Regions from separate parts of the Mus musculus genome. Here all the other regions are linked to region 1. Evidence: chromatin contacts called from public HiChIP or PLAC-seq data. All regions are on one chromosome and are shown on one strand. Each heading gives the region's core, a stretch centred on a gene start, on an enhancer-like site or on the middle of the called end of the contact. The rest is flanking DNA. Distances are from core to core; before and after follow the strand shown. Region 1 has its middle 23 kb from the start of Gm31976. Region 2 has its middle 34 kb from the start of Gm31836. Region 3 overlaps Rbm19 (RNA binding motif protein 19). Region 4 overlaps Rbm19 (RNA binding motif protein 19).

Region 1 (2,700 bases), core at 125-2,624:
CCTCAGGGAGAAGCGAACCAGGAAGACAGAAAAAGAGATGAAGGCAGAATGGGTCCAATGTTCAAAGCATCCTCCTCCAGAGGGGTCTCCTGCATCCTGTGCTCAGCTTACTGGGTCCCCCAAGAGTCCCAGGATCCCTCCTGGGTGTGTGTCTTCCATCAAGATGTGGACAAAGTTGATTAGTGTGGGCGGCAGCCAGGACTGGCGTTTCTAATTAACACGCAGGCGGGGAGAACGCGCTCTCTTCTTCTCGACTCTGTATTCAGCTGATTGAATATCAGGGCCGAGGCTAAACTATGAGTCAAAAATAAAACCTGCGCGCTCCTCTCGTTAAAGAGACAGCGTTCCATTTCCAGGGCTCTGCTCCTCCGGCAGCCTGGGGTAGAGAGGGGACCGATGCTTTGGAAAAACCCTGAGGCTAGGCTGGACACGGGGACTTTCCGGTTCTAGGCAGGGGTCAGCGAATGAGGCTGGGGGTGCAAGGAAGGCTGGGATGGAGGGAGGAAGGGGGGGACTCCAGGTGGGCCCGTGGTCCCCCCACGGGGGAGAGAAAGGAAGAAAGATGGACTGTAGAGAGGAAAAGGCGAGAGGCAGCTTGCTGTAGCAGGGGGAGAAGGGTAGGCAAACACGGGTTCATTAATCTGTAGTTCGTCTGTCTTTCCTGTGAGGTGGATGGACTTGATGGATTAATTAAGTCGCAGTCTGTAAAACCGGTTTATTTGCATAGCAAACTCCTGGGCCAGTGTGCGGTGAGGTGAGTGTGCGCCGCGCAGACAATTCGGGGGAAATTACAGCCTCATTAATATGCTAATCTGGTTGCAGGCCTGGAACGGAGTTTTGGGTTGGTGGTGCTCCGGGGTGGTGGGTGTTTGGTTGCCTAGCAACCCTTTTCTCCAGGTAACCCTTCTCTGGCTTGCCCTTGATATCCCCAAAGGAGCGCCGCTGTGGAAGAGGAGGTAGCTGGGAGCCTGCTGCTGTCACAGAACAGTGGGCAAAATAAAAGGAAGGCGCGCACGTCCACACGCGAGGCCCCATTGTGCCGGTGTCTTTGCAAACAGACTGGGGAGGGGGGAACAGGGGAGGCTGCGTGGGTGCAGGGGACAGACGCCAACAGGCAGAAGCAATGTGGGGTGTCTGTGGAGCCAGACGGGGTGGGAACAGCCCTACACACACACACACACACACACACACACACACACACACACACACACACACAGATGCACACATGTGTGCACATATGCGCGGTTTTGTTTAACAAACAGATCCACATAATGAGACACTCCACATAGGTGATACACCCCCCAAGAGACACCCCAGACCCCGTCCTCACCAATGTCACCACAGACACACAGGCACGAGGTGGTGTGACGTTCACATAATATAAATGATAAATAGACAGTTCTGCGCGTGTGTGCACGCGCGCGGGCGCTGTGCACAGCTGTGCTGGCGGGTCCTGGTGGGTGGGAGTGGTAGGTGTGTGTATTGGTGGACACGCAGAAACATTCACATATGAAGCACAGCCTAAGCCCAGGGAAACCTTGGGCACAGTGTAGGATAGCATTGATGCACCAACACCAAGCACCTGCAGGCTCACAAACAGAACATGTGGTATATGCGTTTAGTCCCAAGTCACAGAAGGCAGAGGCAGTTGTATATCAGAGTTTGAGGCCAGCCCTGGGTAACCAGGGCTACATAGTGATACCCTGTCAGGAAAAACAAAAACCAAACCCAAAGTCCCCAGGCAGGTGGCCATGCAGAACACATGTTTCTCCTAATCCTTGTCACCTGAACTACGTGTGGTGTGTGACTGATGTCTGTATTGAAATCACACCCTGGTGGGCTTTCTGCACCCTGACGCTCTGTGACCACCCAATTTTGTTCTTTCTCTGCCAATCTGGAAGCATCAACTCTTCCGGTTGTTTCTGATAGGTGTACCAAAGCTAGTCGAATGTCCTCAGAGAGTAACTTTCCGTGCAATTACACCTCACCCCACCTCAAAAAGGCACCTGGTTCAGATGGATGTACAGGTGAATTCTGCACAAGATAATGAGAGGCAAGGGATTATTCTATCATACAAACTGTTCTAGAAGAAAAGAGAAACTAGCTAGACGGTAGTGGCATATAATCCTAGCACTCGGTGGGGCATAGGCAGTTCAAGGCCAACCTGGTGTATAGACAGCCAAGGCTACATGGAGAAACCCTGTCTTGACAAACAGACAGACAGACAGACAAGCAGACAAGCCCACAAAACCCAAAACAAAACATAAAATGAGAGGAGCTGTTCTACTCACAACTTTGACAGAACGTTGTGAGCTCTAGACAAGAGAGCATGAGAAGAGACTCATTAGCTGTCTGAGAAACACATATGGAAATGGTAACAAAAATGTACTATGGTATAAAGAGTGAGGGCTATCTAGGATTGGCATAGGTGCAGGCTCAGGGGACAGCCAATCCAAGGAGTTGGAAGCCCACACTTCATGGCTCTAAGTATTGGCAGAGTTGTAAAGGTGTTCAGACAGGCTTGCTCAGTTCTGGAGTGCCTGCAGACAAGCACACACGGAGAACACATGGAATTGTTTCCAGCAATGAGGCTCATGTTGGCAACTCATGGTCCATTGTCAGGAGACTAGGAGAAGAAACCAAGGCACGCGGCTGTGCACTCCATCTTGATGCTAGAGACACACCCCCTTATGGCTTCTC
Region 2 (2,700 bases), core at 93-2,592, 140 kb after region 1:
ATCCCACAGTGCATTTTCTTCACACCATCCTTAGCCAGCATCTGACCAAGCTCACATGCAGATGACAGCAGGCCAACAAACTGGCCAGAGCGTCAGTTTGCACATCTCTAAAATGGACTAACTACACCAGAGGGGTTCATTGCCTCCTTTTAGAACAGAGCTCTATGGCTTCTAGACACTAGGTTCTAGAGACTTAACCAGAAAGAGACTTCTGTGGTGTGGACTCACACCAAGCACTGGCTGTTTGTGATCCTGCCCCCTTCCTGTCCACCTACTGTCTCATCTCAGCTCTACACCATTCATTTAAACCTCATTGGCCTTGTCATCCCCACTCTACAGATTAGGAAACTGAGGCCAAGAGGTCCCTAAAGTCAGTTGCATGACAAAGACATTGCAGATGTGAAGCTAACAGCCTTGAGTCCCTTTGTTTCTTAACAGCAGAATTTTACGTTGTTTTGTGTTTGTTAGGCAGTACTGCATTCAAATCCTGTCTCTCCTTGGCGTTTGTAAATGTGGATCTTGAGTTAAAGACACTCGCAGAGATTCAGTTGCTTTTTGTGTAGCTTGGAGTATGATGGAATCTGATTTTTCTGTATTTAATTCTGATTATTTTTAACACAATGGGTGATTTTTAAAAAGGGGGTGCAGGTACATGTTTGGGGAGGTGGGAGGGCACCCTAACAGACTTGTTCACCTACTCTGAGAGAGGGTTTCTCACAGACCTAGAGTTCACCAAACAGGTTAGTCTGGCTGGTTAGTAAGCCCTAGATATCTTCCTGTCTCTACCTCTCCAGTGCTGGGGTTAGGATGCTAGTATCTCCGTGCACTACTCTTTGTGTGGGTCCCGGGGATCGAACTCGGGTCCTTATGCTTTTAGTACTAGCACGTTACTGAGGAGATGGCTCCCCAGCTTTGATGTGTATCTCACAGGCTCCCGCATGGGCTGAACTAGCCGCGTAGTGTTCTGGAAACAGGAAATGGCTTCTTTTCCTTTTTGCCAGCGATTCATTTTCTGTGAGGTTTGCTCAGGCGCTCTTCGCTGTGGGGTGAAGCACCCCAAGTCTTTGCCAGTTTGGGATTCAGGCTGGCTTCCCGTGGCAGGGGAGAGCCTGATCCGGTGGTGGTGCCAGGAGACCCTCAGCTTGCTTCCTAATCAGTGCGCCCCGCCACGCAGCATTAGGCCGGCTGTGTGAGCGTGGAGGGGGCCGAGGGAGGGCCCTTCCCTGGGAGGCTGCCTTCTGTCGCTAGACAAACAAACCCACAGCACCCAGGCTCGCTCGGAAATGGAGCGAGGCGTTAAATACAAGCGCACAGCGGAGGCCTGAGACCGAGGCACAAGGACGAGCGCTTCCTCGGGCTTCCTTGGCTTGAGCTGGCCACACATACCGCTGTTCAGGAAGCCACTCACGTCCCCATATGCTTGCAGCTGCAGCCAATCCAACCCTGCTGCAGACCTAACTGTAAGACCCCTGGGGCTTCCGTGTGTGCCTGGCATCTGCCACTGCCCAATCGAAGGACAGACAGGGACCCCTCCATACATAAAAAGGAAGCTTGGTGGTTCCCCTTTTCCAAGGAGCGTCTCCAGGCTAGGTAGTGGCTTCTACCTCATTCCCCCTTAAAACCCCTCCCCACCAGGGTCCAGATAAAGCCTTGCTTTTACAGCAGGTCCATTACTGCCTAGCCTGGGGAGACAGTGCAGCATTTGACCACTTTGTATGTATGGCCTACGTGATCCCTGACAAGTGTCAGCACTTCTCTGAGCCTCTCGGGCCTTCTCTTTGTAAAATACAGGTTACAGCATCTCCTCGTTGAGGCGTTATGTGGTCAAAATAGGTAAAAGTTCAGGTTCACAGATGGACCCCACAGATAGCGTGGGGACTGTCACTATCTATACTATTCTGTCTTGGAAGTGACTCAAAAGTCCCAACTCAAGCCTGAGTCGGATACAAGCAGGTGTGGTATCTTGCAATATAGTCGTTGTGCTGGAGGTGTGGGGGGGGGGTGGGGGGGGAGGGACTGGCTGCCAGCCTAACCTAACTCTCATTAGCTCCAGGTTAATGAGAGACCCTGTCTCAAGGAAGATGGGCAGTACTCCTGAGGTTGACACCCGAGATTGTCCTCTAGCCTCCATATCAAGGCACCAGACACAAACACACACCCATTGTCTTAGTTAGGGTTTCTATTGCTGTGGTAAAACATCAGGACCAAAAGCAACTTAGGGAAAGGGTTTATTCAGCTTACAGCCTCCAGGTCCCAGCCCATCCGACAGGGAAGGTAGAGCGGGAACTCTAGGCAGGAATTGAGACAGAGGATGAAGATGAAGATGACGCCCCAGAATGATGGAGGGCTACTTACTGGCTTGCTCCTCTTGTCTTCTGCTTCAGTTCCTGCCTCCAGGTTCCTGCCCCGACTTCTTCCTTTCATGATGGACAGGGAAGTAGAACTTTAAAGCCAGGAAAAGCCAGGTAAAGCCTTTCCTTCCCGAGTTACTTTTAGTTATGGTGTTTTATCATGGCAATAAGAAACCCAGGGAAGACAACCATATACATAAGAACACATACATGTGCGCACACATTTAAAGAGAAGGAAAGAAAAAGAAGGTAGGCTGGCTAGGCAGGAAAAGACACTTGCTGCACAAGCCTAGAGCTGGGGCTCTCTCCCAGCAACCCCATAGATATGGAAGAGTGAGCCCCCTTCACA
Region 3 (2,787 bases), core at 247-2,746, 210 kb after region 1:
CAGCACAGAGAGACCCTGTCAAGCCAACTCTAGAGCCCAACTCCCTCTCCTGCAGAACTTTGCCCTGTTCCTGGGGGAAGCCAAACTGTCATATTGTTGGCAACCAGTCCACAGGAGCCGGCCCCTTCCCTATCCTGTACCCATTCCTCTCACCTCAGGGCCTTTGCACTGCTGTGGCCTATCTAGAATGCTCTACTGGGCTGCTCAGGGGCCTCATGCCTGTGGTGAAGCATCCCTGGGTGCCCCACAGTACCCCTAAGACCTTTTGGCTTTGCTGCTGTTTGTCTCTTGCTGGAAGGCAGGGATGCCTATCATGCCTGCCCCTGTGCTCCAATGCCCAGAACTGTCTTAATACAAGCAGCCCTCAGTAAATGTCTACTGAGAGACTGATAGACTGACTGAAGAGGGCCAGGGTACAACCGGGCTCAAAGGGATCAGGCTATGGCAAAAGGAGCAGAGAGAAGAATGTATGAAGCCATGAATGGTTTCCATGAATACCTTGCTACACAAACTCGCGCACGCATGTGCGCGCGTGCACACACACACACACACACACACACACACACACACACACTTCTCTCTCATCACAGAGACCTGGGCAACACCTGCCTGGGACCCCAGCCAGGAGCCAACTGACTCTTGGCCAGGACCTCTGAACACTGCCCTGCTAACAGTCCTCAGGGAGGAAGCCTTGGGGACTGCTTCATGGTAGCCACTGCCTTCAGCCTGTGCTCACAGCACCAGCCTGTCTTTGCTCAGAGTAGGGTTCCTTAGCCCAAGTCTTCATGCACTTTCTGAACAGCTGCTTTCTGTAGTGCCCATCTGCCATCACCAGCCAAGTCACCCTGAGCATGTCACCCCTGCTCTCTGCCACCTCCTGGGGTGGCCGTAAGGATGGGGTGGGTGCACCTTACTGATGGGTCAGGTTCAAGTCTACAGCCAGGGATGGGGGTTGGGCCACTCACCCCCATTTCTCGTCTTCACTGCTGCCACCCAGCCCCCCACCCCCACTGGCCTGCCTCCACATGGAGTGCCGGCTCCGCCTGGCAGGAACAGCTGTGGAAACCCCGCTTCCCCATGTCGGAGGCCTCCGTGGGCCTTCACCAAACAAACACAAAGCAGAACCCAGGGAAGGTGTGAAATAAATAAACGGAACAAGCCGCGCATTTTCCTTCCACAGCGCAGCTGCTCCTGGAGATAAACAACAAGTGACTGTCACCAAACATCAATACCGAGAAATGAACTCAACAAAAAGCTCGGCCGGCCCCCAACAGCCCCCCAGTCCTGCCCCCTCCCCCCAACCTCCAAACACCCACTTCTGCATTTCTCCAGTTCCCACCTAATGGTTTTATTTTTCAATTAATTCCTTGACAGAATGCCAGCCCGCATCTTTTTTTCCCTTCCCTGGCTGGCAATGTCGCCTGCATGGAAGGCACGGGCGGGCAGGCGGGGGACTGTGGGAAGACAGGAGAAAGGCTTCATGGGAGGAGAGGGAGGCTGGGGAGGAGAGCAGGGCTGACAGGGAGAAAGGACGCTGGAAGGGCTCCGTGAAGAGGCAGGCGAGACAGAGGCGGCCCAGAAGGGGAAGCCAGCAGGCCTGCAGCAGACCCTGCCACTCTGGATGGAGGCTGCATGCAAGCCAGTTGCTTTCCCTGTTTGGGCTCAGTTCCCGAATGAAGACGAAGCGTCTAAGCACAAGTTGCATGTGCTGGCCATGCCTGGTACCCCAGGACCAGGGAGGCTGGCACAGGAAGATGGTCTGAGCCTGGTGGTGAGCAGCCAGCCTGGACAATGGCGAGATCCTGTTTAGAAATGCAGGAAGTGACAAGCCACAGGGCCTTCAGGACTTTGGCTAGCACAAGGGTGAACACTCAGTTGCCAGAAGGCACCGGCCAAGATAGACAAGAAGTGTTAAATGTACCATCAAGTGACTCTGACGGCCAGCACCCAGCAGAAGGGGCTGAGCTGCCGTGGCTGAGCTGGGACACAGGCAGGGTCAGGTCTCTAAGTGCCTGTGGGGAATCCCACAAGTTGGGTACATGAGCCCTGAGCTGTGGGGAAGCCCTGTGGGTACAGACTGGCTCTCTACATGGTGCTGAGCTCACTCTGGGGGCCTTTTCCTCACATCATAGCCAAGTGTCCCACTGACACTTGCCTTGCAGTGGAAAGTGACAGCTCTACCCTCAGTCTCGGCAACAGAAGCAGAAGCAGAGTGAGTCACAGGACAGTATTCACACAACAGTAAGCCCAACAGACCCACCTCAAAGGGCAGGGATGTGGATCTTATTCAAGTAAGGTAGGCAGTGAGTGGGGTTTGCTTCTCACAGACACATTCTCCACTGTGATTCTGCCCAGTGAGGAAGGGACCTAAATGGTGGGAGGTTGTAAAGTGGCCACAGGCTAACTTCTCTCCAAGATGTCCATCCTGGGCATCTTCCTGCCTGGAGGTCCAGATAACTGGATTGGCCCTGTGCATGTGGAACCCCAACCTCGATCACGGTGGGCTTAACCCAAGATAGGGAAGGGGCCCACACTGACCTGGGGTCTTCTGTCCTTGGCCTATGTGAGTGTGGGCTACCAGGGCTGGGAACCCTGTGCAGTCTTGGGAGAGTGGAGGCTCCCACAGGCTCCTGCAGCCCTGCTTAGCCTGGAGGCTCATTTTCATTATGATCTTTTCTTCCTCCTGGGTCCAAGCTGAGATGACACAGAGACACGTGGCTGTGGAGTAAGCAGGAGTCCCAGCATTGGGAGGGCCGTGTGCCGTGGACTGGGCAACAGGAAACACAC
Region 4 (2,958 bases), core at 276-2,775, 230 kb after region 1:
GCAGCCACACTCTTGCCGCCTCAGGGGCTCTGTGCTTCTCTGGGGGTAGCGCTCACCTTCGCATCCTGCTTGGTGATGAAGTCCACAAAGCCGAAACCGCGGTGGGCACCTGTCCCTGTCATCTTCTTCGGCAGGCGCACTGTCTTCAGTTCCCCAAAGGTGCTAGAGACAAAAAGGCAGACATCAGAGAGTGAGCGCTGGGGGCCTAAGGGCTTTGAGGGACACCAAGGGCTCTGGACCCCGTCGGTTACCAGAGATTGCTAGCTGCGGGAACATCCACTGCCTGGCTCGTTCATGTGCCTTCCTGCTCCCCCATACCCAGCCCTCTCTCCTCTGCAGGCGTGGCTTTCTTCTCCCTGCTGGCCACCACTTGGGGGAGGGAGGGCACCATCAGGATGGAAGGTGCTGATGGGAAATTTTTGGTGTCGCTCCTGCCACCTGGGGGACACCTTGACACTTGTTCTTTCCCCATGGGGATAGGTCTTGAGCAGGCCGTGCCAGGCCAGGAATTTCCCCAGCCAGTGCAAGGGGATGACTATGGGAGTCAAGGCTCTTGGGTGCACGGTCAGTGGGGTCCCCTGACCTTTCCCAGGCAAGCCTCCATATCCGGGACCGGGCACGTGCCAAGCCTAAGCTGACTGACTCCAATCCATGAAATCTTTGCTGTTAACCTAGAACCTGGGCGCTGGAGATGCCCCGATGTGCAGGGATCTGAAGACACACAACCCCTCCTTCTGAGCTGCATGTCCTCTACAGCTTCCTTTGATACCTGCTATGCCAGGCAGGCAGTGTTTTGGGGCAGAAAACCCAACCAGGGACCTGTGGCCTGGACCACCCTTGGGGTTGACCCTCTCCTCTCCATTGAGTTAACCTTTGAAAGACTCTAGGACAAAGGAAATGAGCTTCCTCAGGGTCGCTTGGCTGCATGCCCCCACCCCAATCCCTTTGTAATGTCCATTTATCAAATATGTACGCACACACTGCCACTGATAAATATTCAATGCGCTCTGCATTTGAAGAGAGGTCTTATTTTTATTTGAAAATCTATACTCTCTGGTGGCCACGGGGTCCATGCATCCATACACCGTGGTTTGGGATGCTTCAGGCCAAGGACCGATTGGGTAAAGAACACAGTGCAGGCCATAAGCCCTCACACAATGATGTAAGTTAAATCTGGGGCGTTAACCTGCAGCCCTGCCAGCATGAGCCGGCATCCGCTGGCCCCATTTCTGAAGGCAGGGCTGTGTGTAAACGCAGCATTATGAAGCCTAAAAATGAATCGGCACGTCCAGCTCTCCCTGTCAGCTCCCCCCATCCCTACGCCTGTGCAGGCCTCAGGGAATGGAGCTGGCGACAAGGCTAGCCTCCCCAGGATGGGAAGGAAAGAGGCAGAGGGGAGTCTGGCCAGACTCTTTGCTGAGAGGGAGCTCTTAGCTGATTTGGAGGGGGGTCGGAGTCTGAGCAGGTCAGATGAGAAGCCTGGAGAGCCACCAGTCAAACAGCCAGCAAAACCTTGCTTTATTCTGCCACCTAAAGGCCTGCACGTCCCACGACACACGGCCTTGGGTCCCTCTACCAGTCTCTATGCGTGGGTGGTGCTGACAGGAACAGGGAGAGCTGGGGATGGCTGAGGCAGGCTCCCAGCCTGGTCCACAGAAATGGCTCATTGGTCACTGGTTCTCTAGGTCACCTGTGGGGACATTGCGAGCCCAAGTCTGAGGGCTTGGCATCTAATGTAGGAAGGCTAGATAGATGACATGGGGCAGTCAGGCTGGTTGTCTGACAGAGCAGAGGGTGCCAACACCCACTGCTCTCCAGCTCTCCAGCCACACTCCCCTCATCTCCAGTACGCCTGTCACAATGCCACTGCCCATAGTGAACCAACTAGAACCACCCAGTCTGTGTGTGTGTGTGTGTATGTATGTGCAAGCGAGTGCAATTCTTCTAGTGAAAGGACCCCCACTCATCTTGCTTGTGCCGTGCCTGCAGCCTGGCGCCCAATGTCTGCCCTGCACAGGTTCTGCCAAAACCACTTCCAGAATGACCAACAGCAGGAGACAGCCGGAAGAGGCAGGGACTATGAAGAGGGGCTGTGGAGTCCACCACCCAAGTCTTTCCACCCTGCTTTACAAACAAGCCATCCAGGGAAAGCAGCCCTGTTCTGGGTGGGAAACAGCAGAGGGTGATGTCCCCTGCTTGGCCACAGGATGGTTAGTTCAAGCCTGCCCTGTTCCCCACAGAGACAAGCCAGAAGTGGGACTTCTTCCTTCCCCAAATATGGCTAAATCCAGGGTGAAGTGGTGTATGTGTATGTGTGTAAGGTGGTAGCTAGTCCTAGTGACCCACCCAGGATTGTGGGGGCAAGGGAGAGGACCATGTGCACCTTCTTTTTGCCTGGCTGTGTTGGGGTAGGGAGCAGGGAAGGGAGACAGAGAGAGGGAGAGGAGGGCAGGGTTGGGGATGGCTGCTGAGGTTAATGCCTCCCCTCCACATCGCGCTGTGAGCGTGGATGCTCGGTGCATGGTAAGCAGCCGAGGGGCCGGAGGAAGCAAGGAAAATAATTAAAAGGTGGAGAAAGAAGCTGGTGAGGAGGCGGAAGGAAGGGGCCGGGCTGCTGTGGTCTGTAGATGTGCATCTCAGAGTGCGGTGGCGGGAGCCAGGACAGTCTGGAGCCACCATGGAACTGGAGTGGGGATGGGAGCTGGGGGCCTTTGGGAGAGTCCACAACCTAGGCTTGGGGCTTCTAGACTGAATGGCCAAGGAACTCGTGCCTAAAGACCCCAGGAGCTTCAGGGGGGTGATCCTGGTAAAGAGCCAGGCTGAGGAGCAGCTGAGAGTTAAGAGTTAGAGCTTAGGAAGAACTTACCAGTATGTGAGGACACTTCTAGAAATGTAGACTGGAGGCTTCGGAACACTGTCATTGTCCATTACTACTACTGTCACCTCAGCGACAAAGGA

Evidence for each region. HiChIP or PLAC-seq counts read pairs in DNA pulled down with a chosen protein or histone mark.
Region 2: a contact with region 1 is called in an H3K4me3 HiChIP or PLAC-seq map of embryonic forebrain, with 3 times the contacts expected there. The contact joins two enhancer-like sites. A contact is called at or near these places in 1 of 484 Hi-C or Micro-C datasets (nephron progenitors) and 9 of 115 datasets of contacts at active chromatin or transcription factors (craniofacial prominence, embryonic basal ganglia, embryonic forebrain and 5 more).
Region 3: an H3K4me3 HiChIP or PLAC-seq map of embryonic forebrain shows a contact between it and region 1, with 3 times the contacts expected there. The contact joins two enhancer-like sites. A contact is called at or near these places in 9 of 115 datasets of contacts at active chromatin or transcription factors (cardiomyocytes, craniofacial prominence, embryonic basal ganglia and 6 more).
Region 4: a contact with region 1 is called in an H3K4me3 HiChIP or PLAC-seq map of forebrain, with 4 times the contacts expected there. The contact joins two enhancer-like sites. A contact is called at or near these places in 9 of 115 datasets of contacts at active chromatin or transcription factors (astrocytes, cardiomyocytes, embryonic basal ganglia and 6 more) and 3 of 9 other capture datasets (embryonic stem cells, liver and pancreatic islet).

The regions. Positions count from the first base shown.
Region 1 is chr5:120,407,820-120,410,519 of GRCm38.p6, reverse strand. No RefSeq gene overlaps it. Among named protein-coding and RNA genes, the nearest start is that of Gm31976, 23 kb to the left of the region's middle. Within about 2 kb of position 1,374, at least 44 of the 459 cell types and tissues checked have an H3K27ac peak or open chromatin away from gene starts, as enhancers often do. A contact at or near this core is called in embryonic basal ganglia, embryonic forebrain and forebrain, where this site is marked.
Region 2 is chr5:120,268,218-120,270,917 of GRCm38.p6, reverse strand. No RefSeq gene overlaps it. Among named protein-coding and RNA genes, the nearest start is that of Gm31836, 34 kb to the right of the region's middle. Within about 2 kb of position 1,342, at least 24 of the 459 cell types and tissues checked have an H3K27ac peak or open chromatin away from gene starts, as enhancers often do. A contact at or near this core is called in embryonic forebrain, where this site is marked.
Region 3 is chr5:120,193,495-120,196,281 of GRCm38.p6, reverse strand. All of the region lies in intron 23 of Rbm19 (RNA binding motif protein 19), which reads right to left. Among named protein-coding and RNA genes, the nearest start is that of Gm31836, 40 kb to the left of the region's middle. Within about 2 kb of position 1,496, at least 53 of the 459 cell types and tissues checked have an H3K27ac peak or open chromatin away from gene starts, as enhancers often do. A contact at or near this core is called in embryonic basal ganglia, embryonic forebrain and forebrain, where this site is marked.
Region 4 is chr5:120,173,063-120,176,020 of GRCm38.p6, reverse strand. Rbm19 (RNA binding motif protein 19) reads right to left here. Exons shown (of 24, transcript NM_028762.1): 22 at 57-162. Among named protein-coding and RNA genes, the nearest start is that of Gm10390, 35 kb to the right of the region's middle. Within about 2 kb of position 1,525, at least 25 of the 459 cell types and tissues checked have an H3K27ac peak or open chromatin away from gene starts, as enhancers often do. A contact at or near this core is called in forebrain, where this site is marked.